Linked DNA regions of Mus musculus: region 2 is linked to region 1. Evidence: chromatin contacts called from public HiChIP or PLAC-seq data. All regions are on one chromosome and are shown on one strand. Each heading gives the region's core, a stretch centred on a gene start, on an enhancer-like site or on the middle of the called end of the contact. The rest is flanking DNA. Distances are from core to core; before and after follow the strand shown.

The links. HiChIP or PLAC-seq counts read pairs in DNA pulled down with a chosen protein or histone mark.
Region 2: an H3K4me3 HiChIP or PLAC-seq map of bone marrow-derived macrophages shows a contact between it and region 1, with 2.9 times the contacts expected there. The contact joins the promoter of Timm10 here to the enhancer-like site in region 1. A contact is called at or near these places in 3 of 39 promoter capture datasets (the HPC-7 cell line, cranial neural crest and neutrophils), 1 of 115 datasets of contacts at active chromatin or transcription factors (bone marrow-derived macrophages) and 1 of 9 other capture datasets (macrophages).

Annotation. Positions count from the first base shown.
Region 1 is chr2:84,045,058-84,051,621 of GRCm38.p6, forward strand. No RefSeq gene overlaps it. Among named protein-coding and RNA genes, the nearest start is that of Zswim2, 110 kb to the left of the region's middle. Within about 2 kb of position 3,599, at least 10 of the 459 cell types and tissues checked have an H3K27ac peak or open chromatin away from gene starts, as enhancers often do. A contact at or near this core is called in bone marrow-derived macrophages, where this site is marked.
Region 2 is chr2:84,824,168-84,830,860 of GRCm38.p6, forward strand. It overlaps Timm10 (translocase of inner mitochondrial membrane 10), which reads left to right and starts at 2,854. Exons shown (of 3, transcript NM_013899.2): 1 at 2,854-2,980; 2 at 3,432-3,546; 3 at 5,623-6,046. The coding sequence starts at 3,476. The coding sequence ends at 5,824. It also overlaps a transcript of Smtnl1 not described here.

The DNA of each region.
Region 1 (6,564 bases), core at 2,349-4,848:
TTTTAGGCTCTGCCTTTATATTCTTTTCAGATTTGATTTTAACAAGGAATGTCTCAAAAAGAAATTGCTTACTAATTGCTTAGTAATGAGGGAATAGTAAAAGTGAAGGAAAACGGTTTACATTTACTTTATAAGCATAGTTCAGCCTTAATCTAACTTTTAGGCTTATTTCACTCTGTCTTTGTGAAATAGACAGGATAGTTTTCAAGCTTGAGAACAAGGTGGGGTCATGCTTGGGTAGAAGTGAACTGAGAGATGCAGTTTTTAGTGATGATTCCCTTCTCTAAAGAGCATGCTCAACACCACAACTTACATGGTATCCTTTCACCATCTTGGCTATCCCAGGTCTCTAAACAAAATCAGAATCTGGAATATCATTATTTTTATACTGCTTATGACTCTTGGTACTTGGTTAAATAAAATCTAACATGCTGGAGAATATGGAGAACTGAATACATTTTTGTTTAATGTTCAATAGTCATTATATAGCAGTTGACCAATTATAAGAAAAAGCCTTTGTAGGATCCTAGAGGGTGTCACTGAGACATGAAAAAGTGGGTTCTATTTCTTAGATTTAAAATGAAAAAAAGAATGAAGTAAAACAATATCTCTTCTCTGGATTGGTTTGTGAAGCCTAATTTACTTGGCTGTGAAGAGAGATTTTTGTAGCCATCAAGAAATTTTCTGTGTAGTTTTATTTCAATGGATTAACAGAGTGATAAATGCCTAAATTTTTCTTGTATTTTCCCCTGTGATGTCTGTTTGATAGACTACAAATTTAATTGACTAAGATTATGGTCGATTATAAAATAAAGTAACCCTAACTATAAAGCAAAAGTTAGGATTATTATTACTGTAATTAAAATGTCACTCCAGGAGGAAAGGATTTATTTGTCTTACGCTTCTATATTATAGTTCATCATTAAAGAAGTCAGATCAGGTACTCAAGCAGGACAAGAACACTGAGGCAGGAGCTGATGCAGAGGTCATGAAGGGGTGCTTCTTATTGGCTTGCTCTTCACAGCTTGCTCAGCTTGCTTTCTTGTAAAACCCAGGGCCACCATCCTTGGAGTACTCTCACTCATAATAGTCTGGGCCCTCCCCTATCAATCACTAATTAAGAAAATGTCCTACAGCCTTGCCTACAGTCTGATTCTATGGAGGCATTTTCTCAGTGGAATCTCCCTTGTCTCTGATGATGCTAGCTTGTGCCAAGTTGACATAAAACTAGCCAGTACAATGTGCTTATCTGACTGATAGCTGAAGTTTACTTTGCATAACTAGATTTCAATGTACTCTCCAGGATATTCAATCAGACACACTATGTCTTTGGTATCAGTACTTGAAATGGTTGATGGAGCAGAATATTTTTAGTAACAGATTTAGATGGAAGTGCAATGAAAGAACTGAATATTTGAGCAGGAGAAATACCTTGCCTCCTTGATGATGGCTTTTCTTGGGCACTTGTCTTTTGAGCAGTAAAGAGTTGGTAGCAGATTCAGATGTAACGTGTCTTTATTTTTTGTATAGTCTTTTCGTGTGACCTGGAGTTATTGGGTTACGTTGTTGGGGCCATCATTGACATAATCAGTTGCTCAATCAATATTTTTGGTCCAACAATGTGTGTAGTATGCACTCACTAATCTGCACTGTAAACTTCCCCCTGTAGAGGAAACACTGACCCTATGTTTGATGAGCACAGAAACTTTGGGTTGTGCCCAAAGCCCTGGATCATGTCCTCATCCCAGATGTTCTTCCACACTACTAATCTGGCAAAGATCACAGGCTGCAGCTTGTCTGGGTCAGGGAGATGGAGCTAGGAATTTGTTCTCTTGCTTCAGCTTAACGCATCTATCTGCAGGACTTTTTGCCAATTATATTTGAACACTGATGTGATTAAGTGTCTTTTTATATATTATAAGCCTGTGAAATTACCTTTCTGTGAAATATCTGTCCATACAATCTGTATTTTTCTGTTGAGTCCTTTCTTATCGTATCATTCATTGGAATTATAAAAGGACATAATTATATTCGTATATTTCATCTGTAAAAGATTAAAGTACTTGAATTTAAAATGCTTCCTCCTGGGTCGGACATCTCTTTATTTATCTTTTTAATAGCAGTAAAAGGAGGTGTTGTCAATTGCTGATGAAGTTTAATCACTGAGCACATGGCGGGGGCTTCTGTCATTGAAAAGGTAATCAGCATTTTGAAAACAAATTCAAATGAAATTCAGTTCACGGTTAAACAAATTTTTCTTTAACAGTCAAAGTATTACTATCATTTAAAAATTATCTTTAGTATATATTTTGTTTTAGATATCATAAGAATCTTAACTTTTATAAGCTCAAGTAAGCCAAACATAGAAAGATGAGCTTGATCAGTGGTATTATGCTACAGTTGGCTAGGGATGAGAATATAGTTCAGTATTACAGCAGTTGCTTAACTTGAGAGGCCAAATCTACTCCATCTTGGGACTGGCCCCCATCTTAAAGAAATTAATGAAGCCTGAAAATTTGACCTGCAGCAGAACTCAAGCTACACCCATGTACCAGGAAGGATACCATGGCTTGTCCTTGGCCAAAGTTACTCCCTAGCTACTTCTTAGCAACAGTTAATCAAAGATTAGTCTGATTGCTTCAGATGTACCTTCAGACTGTGATTGTATTCAGTCTTGCTTTAGAGCACCCACCTGTCAGCTTACAATAGACATTCAATTAGATACTTGCTAGGATGGACCCCCCGCCCCCCCATTTACTTCCATTTTCTATAAAACCTTCTCCTGCTGAGGGTTCCAGGCTGCTCTGCCTTCCCTTCCCATCCTGCTGTGTCAGGATTGGGTTAGAGGAGAGCCCAGGCCTGAGCTTGTAATAAAGAGACCCTAATGCTATTACACTGGAAATGGTTCCTTGGTGGGCTTTGATGTTCACGAGTGCCTCCTGGCAAACAAACACACATAAATTCATGGATTTAGTCTCCAGTAATTGAAACACATGTATGAGCATGCTTGCACACACACACACAAACTTAGTTATAAAGAGTACTGATATGCTAATAAACATATGTTAACTGAGGATGACAGAAATAAGCTATAAAATTAGAAAGATTTTGCAAGTTTTTTACCATGAAAAAATAATAAATAGTTGAAAAAGATAAATATGTCTGATTTGATTTAAACATTATGTACACGTTGAATGTTATACTCTACCCTGTTAATGTGTATAACTTTATGTATCAGTAAAATATAATGTAAAAGATGGTTTACTTAAAACCACATCTATAATAATTTATCCAAAGTCCAGATGTTTATACTGGAAGCTTTTAGAATAGAAGGTCATGCTGGAATCTTAACCCATATTTCCATCTCTCCACTGCTTGATGGTCCCTATTTTCAGCTGTTGAGCTGAAGAAGACCTTTTAAGGTTAAGCCCTTTTACTTTGGGCTACTTTCAGATTCATAGAAAAGCTGCAACTGCAGTAAGAGCATCTTGTCCGCCCTTAAGCCAGTTCCCTCTTTTGTTGACATCTTACACAACTCTAATGAATCTGCAGGACTAAGGATCTACAAACCAAGCTCTGGCCTTGAAATGTCACACCTCTCTATTTCCTACTGTGAAACTCCATGCAGGATCTCCCACCAGTTTCCAGTTACTAAGTCTCCTCTGTTTCTCAAGCCTGTAACAATTCGCAGACTTGTTTTTCTTGATGCTCACTGTTTCAAGGTGTATTGGCTGATGGATTTCACAGAAAGCTTCCCAAAATTTTATGGTGCTTTGGTCCTTATCACTTTGGAGTCATTAGTTTCTGTAAAGGATTTCACAGAAGCCAAGTACCCTATTCCATTACATCGAGTGGGCTGAGTGTCGTCAGCATGACTCATCACTGGTAGCTTTAACTCCTATCGCCTGGTCACGCTGGTGCTTGCTGGGTTTTCTGTGGAGAAGTGGATATACTGAGTTATCATGAATAGCCTAGATCGACGGATGATGATTTAATACAGAAATAACTGAGTCACACATCTTCACAATGCTATTTTGCATGTTTTGTATTTATCTTCGCTGCAATCATCTCCAGGGTGTTGGCAGTACATTTCTCTTGGGTTTGACTTTTCCCAACTCTTTATTGACCCTTACTGGAGGTTATTCCAAATAATTAAAATAATTAAGCTGTAGTCTTTTGTGATTACCTTTTTGTGTGTGTGTATCTCTGTTGGTATGTGTTTATATGTATGTGTGTGTGCTGTGTTTATATGTGTTCATATGTATGTGTGTGTTCACATACAGGTGTGTTCATATACATCTAGAATGTAGAAAATAAATGTGGGTGTCATTTTTCAGGCACTTTCTATTATTTGTTTGTGACAGCATCTTTCATTGGCCCAAACCTGTACCAAGTAGGCTAGACTGTTTGCCAAACAGGCTTCAGGAATCTGCCCATCTCAGTTTCCCAACAGCTGGAATTATAAGCATATGCCAACATGTCTGGCCTTTTACATGGTCTCTACGGATCCAACTTAGGTCCTCCTACGTGTGAGCCAAGAACTTTACTAATAGAGCCATCCATCTATGACTGGCTTTTTGATGGACAATTTTGAATAGCCTATAAAGAACCATGTCAATACATCCAATTACAGTGTTGAATCAGCACATTGTGTGCACAGTCTGACAGCGATTACAGGCTTGACACCTATAGATGTCCAGTTCTATTTCTAGCTTATTAATATTAACTAATATTTGATTCATCATGCACTAGAAAATGTGCAAAAAACTTAACATGTTATTTTATTTAATTCATGAAGTGGGTATTACCATTTCCACTTAATAGTGAAAACTATTAACAGGTTTTTTGTTTGTTTGTTTGTTTTGCTTTGTTTTTTTGTTTTGTTTTGTTTTGTTTTTTTGAGACAGGGTTTCTCTGTATAGCCCTGGCTGTCCTGGAACTCACTTTGTAGACCAGGTTGGCCTCGAATGCAGAAATCTGCCTGCCTCTGCTTCCTAAGTGCTGGGATTAAAGGCGTCCACCACCACTGCCCGGCTTCAACAGTTTTTGTTTTTGTTTTTAAATAAAGTAGACTTTCTAAGATTTTATATAAATCATGGAGAAAATTTAAAGGCAGCTTATAAGGGTTTAGCAAGTGATTTTCAAGTTGAAGTTTCTATGAAAATTGTCTGAGGGTCTTGTTAAAAACATACAAATTCAATGACAGCTGTTACCAGAAGATCTTATTGGAGTCTCAAAGTCTCCATATTAATGATCACATCAAGTGCCTCTGATATTGATGGCCCAGTCAGCATGCCTTGGCATTGTTGGTTCTCGTTTGTGTTATACTGCTGCCTTTTATATTACAGGACATTGTAGATTTGGGTTGTACTGTTGTGATAGTGGCCTCTCACTGGCTCTGCACCTCCCACATCTGCCAGCCAGAGCTGTGGAGCTCTTGCTATGTCTTCCCACATGCTTCTTTCACTTTTCACTAAAATCAGTTTACACTTAAGAGTGTGCACTATATTATAGGCACTCTCTAAGTGCTTATGTTACGTTTTGGTCAGTCCTATCAATTTAAAATTTTGTTTTGTTTGAACATAATTATTAAGCCTTGTGCCAGGCAGTCATTAAAGGTCTGTATTACACCATTCCTGTGTTGAAGGCATTCACAAGTTAGAAAGAGCTAGATGTTGTTAAGACATTTTACCTTTTATTTTTAAGTCAAAATTAAACAGCTAACTTAACTACCCGCAGAATCACATAAAATAGTCATCTCAGTGTTACTTTGCATGTAAACAGTCATTCAAATTATGATTTACTAGCCCATAGTCATTCATTTATTTGTATCAAAGTGATTTTAAAATATGGGATTCCATATGGGTTATTGAGTTCAGATTGAATTTTAAAAATCAAATATTAAATTTTATTCATGCAATATTCTTACTTCATAGTTCTCGTGATAAGAAAATTTGAAAAATTATGTTATGTTTAAATTTCTAAAACTTAAACATCTATCTGACTGGGTTAGAATAGTTTCTATTACTTATAGAGAGAATTCCTAATGTATCATATAGCAACAAATAATGAAAAAAAGGGTCCATAGATTTGAAAGAATTCAAGGAGGGGCTTGGAGGGAGAAAAAAAGGAGGAAAATATAATTATAATCCGTCAAAAGGAAGAAATCATAACAATAATAGCAGTAAAAAATTCAGTGCTTGAGAGATGGTATAGTGGTGGATGAGAGATGGTGTAGTGGTTGAAAACATTTATTGCACTTGCAGAGGGTCTAGGTTCAGTTCCCAGCACCCATATGCTGGTCCACAGCCATTCATAGTTCCAATTCCAGAGGATCCAACTTCCACTTCTGACTTCTGCAGGCATCAGAGATGCAAGCAAAACATTTATACACCTACAGTAACAGATAAACAGATTAAAAAAAAAAAGCAATAAAAACAAATTGTTCTCTAATAAAAAAGAAAAAACAGGTAGAAGTTTTTTAATATGATGAAAGTAGAAAACCTTTAATGTTTTATAATGTGAAACACTTGGAGACGTGCTATGCCCCAATCCCTAGAGTCA
Region 2 (6,693 bases), core at 1,604-4,103, 780 kb after region 1:
TGTCTGGGTCATATTATGTTCTTGATCAATACATATTGAATAAAACAGTTAATCAAGAAAAGCAGGGAAAAAAAGAGTTGGGGTCAGTGCCTGGGATGATATAAATGTGAGATTATTCTGTGAAGCCAGTTTTGGCGACTGATGTTCAAATCAGTGTAACATCTGTACCTGGTACATCTCCTCTGTTCATTAGAAATTGTCTGTCAGGGCTGGAGAGATGTCTTGGAGGTTAAGAGCACTGTCTGCTCTTCCATAGGTCCTGAGTTCAATTCCCAGCAACCACATGGTGACTCACAACCATCTGTAATGAAATCTAATGTCCTCTTCTGGTGTGTCTGAAGACGACTCCAGTGTACTTATATATACATGAGATAAAGAAACCTTAAAAATATTATCTGCCAAAGACAGGTGAGTCGATGAGTTCTCCCATGTGTCTCTGCCTTGATGATTTTTTTCCTTTAATAGATAAGATAGATAATTAAAACAACATTCTAGAAGATGGTGGCATCAGTCATCAAAACTTCTCTTAGATAATCCCTTCATTCCCTGATGCAGAAGTCAGTGAACACCAAGTAGGTGCTGGAGACAATGACACTGAACACAAGAGAAAACAGGCCAACAGAGATCATTTGAGTGTGATGAGTTAGTCATCTCATCAACAAGTAAAATATGCACTACATTAGATGTGACAGGCTCTATAAAATAAGGTGAAGTGGTGCAAGCAATAGGACTTTGTCTTTATTTTTGCTTGTTTTGTAGGGAGGAGAATATACTTGTAGATACGGCAAGTGATATAGGAACAAAGACCTCAAGTTTGGGATGTAAACTTGTGCCAGCGAGGAGCACCTGCATCCCCGGCAGAGAACAGTAACTAGGAAGAAGGGAGTATGCTTGATGCATTTGATAGAGAGGGTATCAGCATGGCCCGGCAAAGCACTGCAGCAGGAGAGTAGTTGGAAGTAAAAGTAAGAAAATAGGGTTGGTGAATCATGTGGAATTTGTCCTGGCTCACATTGATTATCTAATTACAGGATCTAGAACCACTTAGAAGATAAACCTCTAGGCAAGTCCATGAGATAATTCTATATTGGGTTAACAGAGGTAGGAAGTCCCACCCTATATGTATCTAGCAATGTGCCATGGACTGGGCTAGCTGACTGAATAAAGAGGCCAAAGTGAGCTGAGTACTAGCATTCTTCTGTGTGTCTTGGCTATGGACATGCTATGACCAGTTGCCTCCCATTCCTGCCACAATGCCTTCCTTGACGCAGTGGAATAGAGTGAACCAAAAGCCAAGGTAAGCCATTTGTCCTATAGTTTGCTCTTCTCAGGGGATGGATCACATCATGGAGAGAAGCAGTGCAGGGTCTTATAAGCTATTGAGAAGACTTTGGCTTTCTCCATGATGAGAAACTACTGCAGCATCTAGGGGGTGAGTGACATGATCCAGTTGTAGGGTTTTTTTTTGTTTGTTTGTTTGTTTGTTTGTTTTTTACATCACTCTGGTTGCTGCGAGAATCAGTTGTCCTTTGACCTCCTTTGATCCTACCATGGGCTCCTCCTCCTCCTTCTTCAATATATTTATTTTCTGTATCTATGAGTACACTGTAGCTCTGACACACCAGAAGAGGCACTGGATTCCATTACAGATGGTTGTGAGTCACCTTGTGGTTGCTGGGAATTGAACTCAAGACCTCTGGAACAGCAGTCAGTACTCTTAGCCACTGAGCCATCTCTCCAGCCCAAGGACACATGTTCTTATAAATAAATTTAAATTTAAAAATAGTATATCAAATGACCTGTGTAGTTCAGTTGTGGAGGGTTTGCATGAGACCCTGGATTCAACCTTCAGCACTGTGGAAGAGAGATGAAAAAAACATCACTATTAGCTGAGAATGTGAAAATAGCACTTTGGGAAAAAGACTTCATCTGCTAAAGATAATAGATCAAGAAAATGTGACTAAATAGTAAGAATTATTAAATCTTGGGGATAGATTCAATGACGTTCATTAGACTGTGTTCTGTGTTGTGAATTTGCCCTAATAAAATTTTAAAGGGATAAACCCAATGCTTTTTATTATTACATTTATTTATTTACTTACTTTATTTATTGTGCATGTGTAGGGCTATAATAAAGAAGTGCAGTAAAACATGTTGCAGCACTGGGGCAGTTGATAGAGTGCTTGCCTAAGCATGTGGTCCTGTTTTCATCCCAACATTGCAAAAGTCAGGCATAATGGCGCTTATCTGTAGCCGAAGCACTAGTGAGGTGGAGGCAGGTTCGTAAGTTCTAGGTCATCTTCGGCTACACCGCAAATTAGAGAGCAGCCTAGGTTCCATGGGACCCTGCCTCAAAAGCAAATAAAGACAATCTCTATACATGTTTCTTTTTTTCTGCGAGCAGCGATCGTGTATCTTCTCTGCAACTCCACTAGTTAATGTTGCACACTGCTCCCCGGGATTCTGATTTCAGGGGTATGAGGTAACGTCTGGGCGCTGAGGTGTTTTTTTTTTTTTTTTTTTTTTTTTTTTAAAGTGCTCCAGGTGTTTTAACATGCAAAATTGACAGGCTCCTTTGGGAAACGTTCTCCTTTCTTCACATAAGATCCGTCTGCGCTCTGGCGTGGGCTCTCCATGGTGGGTTCAGGGAGCCAAGCTTCTTCCACACTGCAAACGCTCAGGCGTCTCCCGGACAACCGGAGGGATGGAATGCTAACAAGGCTGCCGGCGCTCTGCCACTCACTCAGCATTCTATGGTACTTTGGAGTCCACTCTAGCAAATTAAGGTCGGTTTCTCTATGGTAGCCGGTTTCCCAGCGCAGCCTGGTCGGCGTTTTCTTCCGGATCAAAGAAGAGGCTAGACTTCCTTCCGGAAGTGACCCACGTGCTTCTTATTTCGCCTGCCTTGGTACCCGGTAACTTTTTACTATTGACCCGAAGTTGGGGACGTTGCGGGAGCTGTGACCTGCCCCAGGCCGTGGTGAGTGGGCCGTGGTGTCTGATACCCAGGGTAACCCTGATTCCTGATTATGCCATTGCCGTGACAGAGGCTCAGCCTTTAGACCCACCCCGGGAACCTAGGCTGTGGTTAGGGTCACATTCTCGGGGCTGCATGGGTTCAGACCCACGGTTTTGTGTGTTCCGTCCCAACTGTCAATCCTCTGGCTCTAGGAGTGATCTCGAGGTACTAAGAGGGCTCGGTTTCCATCCCCGAGCCCCATGACATCGCGAGTGACCTTGAGCTGGACACTGTCCTCTTTAAGGGCCTCATCTCCACTTCTGTTAAGAGGGCTGATTACGTTTACTGAGCGGGGTATTGGTCCCCGCTGGTCTGAAACACTGTAATTCCTCGCGCCCTCCAGCCCCCCCGGGGGGGTGGTACTAGGGTGAACCGGGAGGGATCGATGCTGACTGATCATGTCCGCTCCTAGGACTAAAGACCAGGAGGCTATTCTCTCCACGGTGCTAAGTTGACATGGATCCGCTCAGAGCCCAGCAGCTGGCTGCGGAGCTGGAGGTGGAGATGATGGCTGACATGTACAACAGGTAAAGAGAAGCACTCGGCTTCACCTTGTCTAGGAAAACTCGCCCTAGTCACCCCTAGCCCGACAGAGTGAAGCACTTGTAACGAATGCTTTCGATAAGGTAGTGGAGCCAAGTCCCGCCCTCCTAATCCCGCCCCACCCTCACCGCGTGCTTCGCTGAAGTAAATACAGGTCACTGGAAGGACTTGGTTGGCTATTTGGAGGGAATAAAAGGGGTGTATGATGGAGAATCTCCTGCCCAGGCTCTGCTGAGTATCAAGAACATATAAGCACTTTCTCTTCTCTTCTCTTCTCTTCTCTTCTCTTCTCTTCTCTTCTCTTCTCTTCTCTTCTCTTCTCTTCTCTTCTCTTCTCTCCTCGTTTCCATCTTTCTTTCTCCTTAGATAGCCCATTTACCCTTGTTTATGTAGTTTATGTATTTTGTGTTTGTTTATGAATGCCAACATGCATGCCATAGCGCCACACATGTGGAGGTCAGAGGGCAGCTTAATAGGATCTCATCTTGGATTGAACTCAAATCTTCTGGTTTGGCAGCAAGTGCCTTTGCCGCCTAAGCCTTCTGAACAGCCATTTAGTAATGAATAGTATTTAGTTGCTAATATTTATTAATGTTTTTCTTCCTTTTTGGGGGGGATGGAGTGGATGTTGTTTTGTTCTTGTTTTTCACGATGGGGCTTCTCTGTGTTGCCTTGGTTGTCAGCTTAATCTGTATAGACCAGGCTGGCCTCACTCTCAGAGATCCACCTGTCTCATTCTCTTGGGTGCTGGGATTAAAGGTGTGCACACTCGGCCTAAATTATACTTTAACTCTGTGTTAGGCATTTGCAAAGCATTTTATATATATTATCACTTTAAATTTATTTATTTGTTTGTTTACTTGTTTTCTGTGTATGGATGTTTTGCTTGCATGCCCGCAGAGGCCAGTAGAGGGCATCATATCTCCAGGAACTGGAGTCAAAGATAGTTGTGGGCTACCGTGTGGGTGCTGGGAACCTAACCTAGGTCCTCTGCAAGAGCAGTCAGTTCTCTTAACCACTTTCCAGGCCCCCATTATCAGTTTTGTAAATAGTTAAAAATAATTCAAAGGGAGAAGGGGATATAATAACGTAGGATTTTTGTCTAGAATGCAGGATGCCCTTGGTTTGATCTTGACATGGTGCCTATAATTTCAGCAGTTAGAGGCCAGAGACTAAATAGTTCAGGATCATTCTTGGCTATATAGTGGGTTCAAAACCAGCCTGGGATAGATGAGACCAGTCTCAAAAGAAAGAAAGGGAAGAAAGAAAGAAAATCAGTGGGTTAATTTTATTAGTACTATTTTAACACAGGGGAATTGAGGTGTCAAGGGGTTTAATAATCTCAGGGGCTGTAGCTGGTCAGTAGCAATGTCAGGACCAGAACTTCAGCCTGACTTCAAACTACTGCTTGTAGCCGTTTGGAAACATCTTGCTGCACCATCAGCAGCTGAGTGTCTTTAGGCTGAATGTCATAACTGGTTACTCATCAGTAAAACTGACCTAAGAAGCACTGCTCCCTCCATAAAGACATTGCAATATTAAACTGAAAGCCTCTAGCATTAGCACATCATACAGGAACCAGCAGGTATCTGCTGGTTTTCGACAGCAGCTCTCGGTAGGTTTGTCTTGGAGACTACAAATTGGAATGGTTTTTAAAATACAGACTGCGCAGTCAGACTACCTAGCTTTGTGTGACCCTCAGCTCTTACTGAGCTGTGTCTTAATTTCCTCGTCTGTAAAGTGGGGATAGTGATTGTGCCTGCCCCAGTGGGTTACTGTGAGGGTTGCATGACAGAACCTGTATTAGCCCTTAGCGTGACGCCTGGCACACAGCCGGTGTTCAGCAAGTGCTTCCTCTTTAACTAGTCTTGTACATGACTCAAAGAAGAGTCTTAGTTGGAAAAGCGTTCCAAGGTGGTTGAAGTGAAAACTGGGGGTTCCCGCTGTTTTCTTGACGGAGGGAACGAGGCAAGAATCAATGCAGCAGGGTTGGGCTTGTTGAAGGTGCCTGGGATGCTCCAGGAAGTCACTGATACAACCTTGTTCTTCTCTAATCCCAGAATGACCAGTGCCTGCCACCGGAAGTGCGTGCCTCCCCACTACAAGGAGGCAGAGCTGTCCAAAGGCGAGTCTGTGTGTCTGGACCGATGTGTATCCAAGTACTTGGACATCCATGAGAGGATGGGCAAAAAGTTGACAGAGCTGTCAATGCAGGATGAGGAGCTGATGAAGAGGGTACAGCAGAGCTCGGGGCCTGCATGACGCCCCAGGCTGTCTACACCTGAGGTGTACCTTGCCACTTGCCTGATTAAAGTGTCCCTAATGGATGTCACATGTGAAACCTGTCATACTTAGGCCCTTGAGCATCTCCAGGACCCCTGCGTGTAGTAGAGCTCTCCTGGCTGAAGAAGGGGACTTGTCACGCTGGTTTGTGACTGTGTATGTGTGTATATGTATATATCTTATTAAAACAAATTTGTGCAACGCAGTGTCTTTACTTGAGAGTAAAGAGTCATCCAAAAGTAGAGGGAATTTAATGCAGTGGGTCTTTCTATTTGTGGGGTTGGGGTTTTTTGTTTTGTTCTTAAGTACAGGATCTCACTCTGTAGACCAGTTTGTCCTCAAACTCACGGAGATCCACCTGCTTCTGCCTCTCAAGTGCTGGGATTCAGATGTGTGCCACCATGCTCAGCAAGTTGCTTGTATCTTGAGGTGAGGTTTTATTATGCAGCCCGGTCTGCTTCTGGCTTCAATCTCAGTCTTCCTGTGTCAGCCTCTAAATGCTGTGATTACAGGTGTGTACTCCCACCCCACCCCACCCTTTTTTTTTTTTCCGTTTTTTCAAGAGACGGTTTCTTTGTGTAGCCGAACTCAGAAATTCGCCTGTCTCTGCCTCGAAAGTGCTGGGATTAAAGGCGTGCGCCACCACGTCCGGCTCCCCCCCACCCCTTTTTTTAATTTTAAGATTTTATGTGTATAAGTACACTGTAGCTGTCTTCAGACACACCAGAAGAGGGTATCAGATCCTATTACAGATGATTGTGAACCACCTTGTGGTTGCTGGGAATTGAACTCAGGACCTCTGGAGCAGGAGTCAGTGCTCTTAACCACTAAGCCATCTTTCCAGCCCA